2 separate regions of the Mus musculus genome follow, and region 2 is linked to region 1. A link is a contact called in public promoter capture Hi-C data. All regions are on one chromosome and are shown on one strand. The core of a region is the stretch at or near the end of the contact, and the rest is flanking DNA. Distances in the headings are between cores, read along the strand shown.

Region 1 (4,815 bases), core at 1,839-4,338:
AGCTGTGCATGCTTGTAATCCAGGCACTGAAGAAGCAGAGACAGACAGGTCTATCAGGCAATTTAGCCTGCCTCATGAGTTCCAGGCCAGTGAAAGAGTCTGCCCCAAATAAACAATGTGTATAACATCAAGAGAACAACTTTCAAGGTTGATCTCTGGCCTCCTCATATGTGTGTGCATGTACGTACGTGCACACACACACACACAGGTATTATAAAGAAAAAACAGGAAACTATTTCTATGTAAGAATTTCAGATGGTTTTCAATAAAATTACAAAGGTTATGTAATATCTTATAGCCTTCCCCCATCTCTTTTTCCAGCGGTAATTATTTTCAATTCCATAGAGCATACGAAGGTCATTCTCCAATTACATCTACATCAACAAGTACAAGTAACCATTGACATTTGATGTCAGTGCACTGCATTCTAACCCTACACTCTTCCATGTAGAATAAGTTGTAAAAGGATAATAAAATAACCATAGCTGCTCATAAAAATCATTGTGCATTGAAGTCAATTTGATAACAATGCTTAACGAAATGCCCGTTTACTCAGAAAGCTCAAACCTTTCACTCAAGGTCAGAGTCCTCTGTCTATTAATTCAGGATCAGAGAAAAGGGTTGGGGAAGCTAACAATATTCTTTAGTGTTTTGCATTCACAGTTTGTTGAAAACCTATCTCATGCATAACTAACATAAACAGGAACTAATTTTAAAAAGCATCTTGTTTTTCTGAGTGATGCACCAACGTGTATTTTTATCATTGGTTTCATGAGGATGTGTGGTTAGAAGTCATTTCCAATGTATCTTTTGTATTAGATCATTGTTAGTGGGGCCTAAAGATGAATTATGTTCAAACTTGACCGCTATTGTTTTATTTATTGACTCTGAGCAGCTTAGCAATACAGGAATAGCTGGAAACTGACAGATGCTATGTCACATGGTAATTTGACCTGCGCGTGCTTTTGTACAATTCAGAAAATATGAGGCTGCATCTCATTAACTCCTTAGCCTGGTTCCCCTGCACCTATGTCAGATGACTTACAACTGTCTGTAACTCCATTTCTACAGGATACCACGCCTTCTGGCCTTGGGGTCATATGTCCATACCCACACCCAGGCATATATACATTCACACATTGAAATTAAAATAAATCTTTCAAAATATGGGCAATTATTGTGCTATCTTAAAACTATATGGAACTCAAAATGTATTTAATACAAATAAAAGGAAATAATAATGCTGTGAATTACTAGTAGGTTTACATGAACTGGCAAATGTCATAAGGAAATACCTATTTACATAAATATTTGTTCTGGTTCTATTGTGAGAGAAAACATCTTAGGAATAAAGCACACATTATCTTACTGGATAAAATTGTCTCTAATACTCTTGGGTTTGGTGAGGCAGTTTTAACTTCACCATCGCTTTTTGTTGTTGAAATTGTTGTTTTCAGTTCAAAGTAAAAATTCAGTACTTAGATATTGTTCTATATGCCTAATTTACATGTATGTTCCATAACTTTAAGAAATTTGACTTGTGGAAAGTAAAACAAAAATGAGTCTGCTTTAAATACTACCTGGATCTGATTCATCTTACCAACAAAGACAATAACAAGAATGAAGATGAGTTATAAAATTTTTCTAATTTTTCTATTTTTGTTATTTGTGCACATGCACATGAGAGAGAGAGAGAGAGAGAGAGAGAGAGCATGTTTTTGTGTGTGATCTGAATATCTAAGGAAGTCCTGTGTGTACCTTTTCTCTTCTGCCCTGTGAGCCCAGGGACCAATCAGACTCAATTCATCAAAGGCCCGACAAAATGTTTCAGGAATTGTTTTCTCTAATGTATTCAATCTACGTAAAATAGTATAATTTAGTTTTCCATTTAAAAACACTATTTTATCTTAAGTGTTTTGCCAGCCTGCATGTCTATGTTGCCTGGTGTCAGCAGAGACAAGAAGAGGATTTTGAATCTCCTGGACCTGGAATTACAGACAGTTGTAAGCCACCATGAGGGTGCCAGGACTTGAACCTAGTTCCTCTGCCACAGGAGCCAGTGCTCTTAACCACTGAGCTCAAACACTGAGTTCCAGTTTACACAACGCAGCCCTGCCCTTCTCTAAACTGTACTGACTCCTACAGATTTACTGAAACTAGAGCTGCTGTGATATCTTTGCTCCTTACCTCTCTTTCAAGCATGCATGCTAAGTAAAAATTCTTATCAGAAGAGGTCAAAGTATCTCTATGATCATGTCTTCTGCATGAGAAAATTGCGACTTAAGCTTGCAGTGCCAGTCTTTGCCACGCACTGAGTAAGTAACCAGAGGATGAGATCAGAATGAAAACATTTCCCCAGGAAAACCTCCTGTTGTATTTTGATTCAAATGTCATGAATGGGATCATGGAGCAAGGATTTAGAGTTGCTTTGTTAAATTATAATTAACCCCAAAAATAGTGTTCTATTTTCTTTTTAGGTAAATGCTTCTAAAGTGAAAGTAGGAAAGAAATTCTACTTCAGTGCAGGTCTGAAGTTTGTGCTGTGGACTCAGACTCTGCTCTTTGTCTGATCATTTGTCATAAACTCCAATAAGTTCTACTACAAATTTGTTTTCTGGCTTCTGAGAGGAATAGTTATTTGAAGCACAGAAAGAAAAAAAAATCCATGTCACTAATCCTTTTGTAATCAATTCAAAGCACAGCAGTAGTACTGATTGGTTTTCATTTACTGTAAAATAGACTGAAACTAAAGGAGAAACAGAGCAGAGCCCAGAATAAACAATATTGTCCACATGATAAGTCTCCAAGGAACAGTAACAAGTCTGACTCCTCTATTACACATGAATAGCTGTAATCTGCAGACCTGATGTCTAATGTGAGCCTGAAGCAAACAGGAGCAAATCTAAAAGCACATCCTTGATCTCTTCTCCTATAAACTCTTAAGCCCAAGACACAACTCTTACCTTATCGGGCACAGTGGTTCCAAACCCCAGTGCAGGGATGAAGTGACCATCGTTTAGTACCACACGTGGGGATACAGAATTCATAGCTTGTTACTCATGCAACCACGCAGGTCTTGAGACTTCTGTTTTCACAGGATAAACGCCAGGAAAATTGCTACAGCTCCTTAAATATCTCCTGGAAAGTTAAACAATGGCATGTGGGAGGAGCCAGCTTAAAGCAATAGTCCAGAGACAAAAACTGGAGGCTGTCTGCATGTGTATGAGAGTGAACTCCAATAAATCAAGAAAGCATGAAAATGAAACCATGAATTTCTTGTAGAAGAAAAGGTTCTGTTCACAGTCCATGCTTAATTGTGTAAATTGTTAAGGGGAAACTGATGGACAGCAATCAATCACAGGTTACCTAGAAAGTAACTTCAGCTACTGGGCTCTGGTTTTCATTTGAAAAGAGTATCTCTTCTTTACTTTCTAAACAGTAAAAGTCTCATTGTGACATTTCCACCCAGACACAATGTTTCTTGATCAAGCTTACCCACTGCCCCTCCTGTTCCCTCTCTGGCCCCCTAAATAGTCTCTTCTCCTTTTATGTCTTTTTTCAAAAACCAAACACCATCTGTGGGGAACACACAAGCTATTTGCCTTTCTGAGTTGGGGATTTTATGTTTAACAAGATGATTTTCACCTAGTCCATTCGTTTTGGTGCAAATGATATGATTTTGTCTGTCCTAAATAAAGCTCTGTTGCAGGAAATATTTAAAAAATGAACTGGCACGTTCCTACTCTTGTGCCTCTGCCCCAGCGGCCTGGCTGACCATGCACTGGTGGGCAACAGCCAGCCTGTTTCTATCTTGTGGAGACTGACTCAAAACTCCACAATCTCTCCACCCAGCTCTCGGGTTCCCACTGGCAGTTGCTACCACGCCAACCCCGTGCTTCAAATCCCCCATGCCTTTGTGGTGCACATCTGGCAATCCCATGCTTTGCCACCATACCTTTCTTGAACCCATATGAGCCACCGAGTGAAGGAAAACGCAACACAAACTCAGTTCAGAAACAATGGTAACTCAATCTCTGGGTGCAACAACTAAAACCTAATCTTGTAAACTAGCCAGCCTGGTTTACAGAGTGAGTTCCAGGACAGCCAAGGCTACACAGAGAAACCCTGTCTCGAAAAACTAAAAAAAAAAAAAAAAAAAAAAAAAAAAGTAAAATCCAATTACTGGCTGAGATAAGAGCACTGACTGTTCTTCAGAAGGCTCAGTGTTAAAATCACAGCAACCACATGGTGGCTCACAACCACCTGTAACGAGATCTGATGCCCTCTTCTGGTGCACCTGAAGACAGCTACACTGTACTTATTTATAATAATAAATACATTTTTTTTTTAAAAAATCCAATTCCTTGCAAATTTGCCATGATACCAGAAACTCTAGCAACTACATCTTACCTGTCTGCTGTCCCATTCCAAAGAGGGTCTAACTCTCTCCTGCCACCTATTTTTGTCCATCCAACCCAGAAGTCCCTCCTACTTGCCCAGTGATTGGCTCCTTTATTCATTAGGAGACTGGTTCACAAGAAGCCACCTGAGCTTGAGACTCATTCCTCATTCCAGGCAGCCTCTCCCAGGAGAGCAGAATTAACATAAAATACAAGCAGCACAGAGCCATCCACAGCAAAACACTATCTTAAATAGATACCACACATGGCTTTACCCATTTCTCCATTGATTGGCACCTAGACTGATTCCATATCTTGGACATGGTGAATAGCACTTTTAAGACGCCCCGATGAATACTATAGTGGAAGTATAGTATAATAGTGCCCCAGGGAGTGGCACTATTAGAAGGTGTTG
Region 2 (4,590 bases), core at 1,988-4,487, 130 kb before region 1:
TAACTAACTTATTTTTATATAAAGTTTACTTTATTATCCTTTACCTGTTAATTAAATTGACAATAAAATAATATTCAATAACTAACTTATTTTTATATAAAGTTTAATTTACTATCCTTTACCCGTTAATTAAATTGACATCTTTAAACAACGTCTGGTTCAGTAATATAATTTCTGCTCCCATACTTTATTTTTAATAATTTGTATACTTGCATACTATACCTTTGTAGTGATGAACAGGTCTTCTCTCTTTACAACCCCAGCTTTAATCTTGCTTTGAATGGCCTGTCCTATCTCCTCTTCTACTTGGTATGCATAAGCAGTATCAACATGGCGGTACCCAACATCTAGAGCTAGGCATGCAGCCTCCAGTGACTTACTCTTGGGAACCTAGGGAAGGAACCGAAGGAGGCATTTAGAGATGCCTGTTCTGGGAACTAGCTCAAAGTGAGCCTAGATGGGAGATGACTATACCACAAAGAAGTTTGTCTTTCAAAGTCATCCTAACAACAGTTGTTAGGAAAGAGCCTAGTACCCCAGTCCTTGCATTCCCACTTCCTATTGTATAAAACCCAATGAAATCTCCAGAGATATTGTAATTGTCACAGAAAAGTAAAAGTATCTTCACAGAATCAGTGTTTGCCCATATTTTGTCTCATGTTTGAGCTAATGAGGCAAAATTGCTTTCTCATGGTCTTTTAATTAACAGCAAGACTTTTGCATCCAAGAGCCTGTCTATACCTATGCAATCCTGGTTACTCACTAGCACTGATGGATGCTCACCCTGGCTTCAGTGGCCTGCTAGAAAGTCACACTAAATGTGTGTAGTAGGATGACTAAGCAAACTGAACACAAGGAAGTCTTCTTGGGACAGGACAATTACACAGACACTCCTTCTACTCCCAGCTAAGACACTGTTACAAAAGGATGCAAATGCAAAGATCACAGATACCAAGCAAGGCCAGGTTAATAATAGGGACTTGGAGAGAAAGTACTGTCCTATGTTAGTCTTTCTACATATCCATTCTCTTTTTCTGAGAGATCTAAATACAGACAGAAAAAAGCATCTAATGTAAGAGTATATCCTTATTTAAAGTACCTTAACTACATCATGTTAGAGGTTATTTATTTCGGTATCAGCCTCTTCAATCCAAGATTATTTGTTTTAAAAAGACATGGCTAGAATTAAACCTAAAATTATTGCCTTGGCTGCCAGATTTGAATAATGATATGACTGGGGTTTTGTTAAAGGTTTAGGGTGTGGGCTGGGGAGATGTCTCACTCAGTAACACCCTTGCAGACAACTTTGGTATCTTAGTTTGGAACCCAGCTCTCTTGTAAAGCAGAGTATGGCATGCAGACTCAGTGCATGAGGAGGAAGCATCAAGGTGAGCCCTGCAGCTCACCCCTGAGCACAACAGACTCGGTGAGACACTGGGTTCACACAGATAAAGCATGAGCATTGGAGGGCAGCTTTGACCTCTTACTTCCTCAGACATTGTTCACAACACACAAAGACACATACAATCATACAATACTTACAAAGGGTTGAAAAAGTAAATGAGAGTAGCTTTTTCATTGTCCTAAGAATCTCTACAGTTATCTTTTCACGATAAAAGACAGTGATTAAGTTCTGGCTTCTACCACCTTATCTGGAAACGAGCCCTGCCTTATCCAAGAGTAAGGACACCGTGAGTTATCAAAGCTGAGGCTCCAGTAGTGGCCTTGACCTATTCTTGATATTGTGCAACTTTGCAAAAGTAACAAATCCTGTGTAGATCTCCAGATTTCTCTGGAGTCTAACAGGAAGGAGATGGACACATTTGAAGTCAAGGGAAGAGATCCTTTGCCACACATTTAAAAGGTATCAGGAGGAATAGAAAACAAGAAAGTCCCTCCAGGTTTGCAAACAGTCCACTTGATGTTTTTTGTTCTGAGGACAACCATGTTCTAAATCCAAAATACACTAATGAATACCAATAACTCACATTTATCTTTACTAGGTCCTCTTTCTCCCCATCATAATGATTCACTATAAAATTCCAGAAAGTTTTCCACAGTTGAGAGTTATACATGGGAGATCTCACTTAGTTCTGGTAAACATCCACTGTGAGATGCTGATGGCTACCCTGAAACAAAACCAAAGTATTTGCAAATATTTGTTTCATGCCTTAGTCTCCGACATTGGTTCCCAACCTTCCTAATGCTGCAACACTTTAATTCATTGCCTCATGCTGTGGTGATCCCCAGACATAAAATGAGTTTGGGGTTCCAACCCACAGATTTGAGAACATACAGGAAGCCACCCTGAATGTTCATTTCCGGCATTTTGCCTTTTTGCAATGAAAAATTATGTTGTAGGTTATGGACATAAAGAGAACTCCCCTCCCACACTGCAACCAAGAAAGCTGATAGGCAATCTGGTGACTTTCTTCTCCTCTATCAATCTTTGAAGCATGGATACAAGAAAAGCATAGTGCCCAGAATTGTTAGGTCATGGGTCTGTCCCTTTAAGCCTGGAGCTCACAGCCAAGTTCACTCTTAGAGCTGGAAGGTCCCAAATGGGAACAGTAGATTCACAGACATGCCTAGGCCAGAAAAGTAAATCCAAGGGGAAATACAAACAAAAATAAAAATAAAAACAAAAACAAAAACAAAAAGAGTCAAATCCTACCAAGACCAGATTCCCAGTCAGACAGTAAAAATAACAAGGAAGATAAACTTTCTCCCTGTCCCTGAATTCGCTTGCTGAGTTATAGTAAATGTTCTAGTGCTACTGAGACATGTACCCTATAGCTTCATTATATGCTGCACTAACACCTACCACAGGAGAAAATGTCTTTAGAGTTTGCCCCCCTTTGTTCCCCTTCAGCATGCCTCCCTACTGATTCACCAGGAACAGGGGTCTTCCTCAGAGAAAAGCAAGCATGAATATAGCTAGGTCTCCCAACCACAGCCACCAATTTCAAGTGCTGCTGTAACCTCTATTTATCAAGAACAATCAGCAAGCAGGGGATACACAATCAGACCCTGATGCAGGGCAAACCTAACTTTCTGTTCTCTTGTACACGGATTAGCTCTAGCCTGAGATACTGACAATCCTGTATTCTTACCTCCTTGGGTTTATAGGTGCCAAAGCCCAGGGCAGGAATTAAGTGGCCATCATTTAGTTTGACACAGTGCTGTTTGGAGCTCATTGTCTCTCACTCCCCTGGCTAAGCACTTCCTGAGTATTCTGTTGCCCTGAAGCGGAAGTGGGTAAACATCGTCTATCAACTTCCTGTCTAATGGTTAACAAGGGACACTCCCTTTCTGGCAGTTAGCCATGCCTACTCACTGGCTAATGTTTAACTATCTGCTATCCAGCTAATGATTAATCAGTGCTACTGTCTGGCTAATGGTTAACAGTACTGTTGTGTGCCTACTGTTTTAAATACTACTATTGTCTGTCTAATGGACACCAACACAAGGGAGGAGTCAGAAATTTAAAGCAGTATTCCACAAATAAGAACGCAAGCCACTCATTTTCATATAAAGGATAAATTTCAAATAAAGTACTATATAAGATAAAGTACGTGTTTACTGTGGTTTTTCTCTTCTTTATCTCATATATTAAATACTATTAAAGAAGAGATTGGTTGAACAATTATAATACTGAAGATACTTATTTTCATTTGGCCATTATGAAGCCTCTACTTGAACATGCATCACTGAAAATCATGAGTTACTGCATGCCCTGTAAACATAAAGAAAAAAGAAGCCACACTTGAGCACTTAAAGTGATAGGGGCATCAAACCACCCAAAAAACTTTGACTCAAAATTTTCCCTGTCTACAAGAAATGCAAAGATAAGATGGAGCAGAAACTGAGGGAATGGCCAAGGAATATCCAGCTCAACTTGATTCCCATCCCATGGGCAAGTATCAGTCCCTGAAAGATGTTATGTTATGGTTGCAGACAGGAAGGAAGCTAGCATAACTGTCCTCTGAAAGGCTCCATCCAGCATCAGACTAAAACAGGTGCAGAGGCCCACAGCCAAACTTTGGATGGAGCTCAGGGACTCTTATGGAAGAGTTGAGGGAAGGATTGAGAGTCCTGAAGAGGGTAGAAACCCTATAAGAAGACCAAGAGAGTCAGCTAAACTGGATACTTGGGGGCTCTCAGAGACTGAACTATCAACTAAAGAGCATACTCAGACTCAACCTAGCACACACACACACACACACACACACACACACACACACATAGTAGAAGTACAGCTTGTGTCTCATGTGGGTCCCAATAACTGGAACGGGAATGTTCCTTAAAACTGTTGCCTGTGTAGTCTGTTTCCCTATCTGGGCTACCTTGTCTGGCCTCCTGGGAGAGAATACATCTAGCAATGCAGAAACTTGATGTGCCAGAGGTAGGGGGATACCCAGGATACCGCCACCCTCTCAGAAGAGAATGGGAGGGGTAGAGACAGTATAAAAGGGGGAGCAGGTGGGTAGTGATCAGGATATAAAGTGAATAAATAATTAATGGAAAAATAGTTCATGAACTGAATTTAGTCTTCTCAGAATTTTTTTAAAAACAAAGATATCAACAACT

The links. Promoter capture Hi-C pulls out the DNA fragments that hold promoters and counts their contacts.
Region 2: a promoter capture Hi-C map of liver shows a contact between it and region 1, with 2.3 times the contacts expected there. The contact joins the promoter of Akr1c13 here to the promoter of Akr1c14 in region 1. A contact is called at or near these places in 2 of 39 promoter capture datasets (both in liver).

Annotation. Positions count from the first base shown.
Region 1 is chr13:4,057,864-4,062,678 of GRCm38.p6, reverse strand. It overlaps Akr1c14 (aldo-keto reductase family 1, member C14), which reads right to left and starts at 3,088. Exons shown (of 9, transcript NM_134072.2): 1 at 2,964-3,088. The coding sequence starts at 3,047.
Region 2 is chr13:4,189,834-4,194,423 of GRCm38.p6, reverse strand. Akr1c13 (aldo-keto reductase family 1, member C13) reads right to left here and starts at 3,237. Exons shown (of 9, transcript NM_013778.2): 1 at 3,114-3,237; 2 at 223-390. The coding sequence starts at 3,197.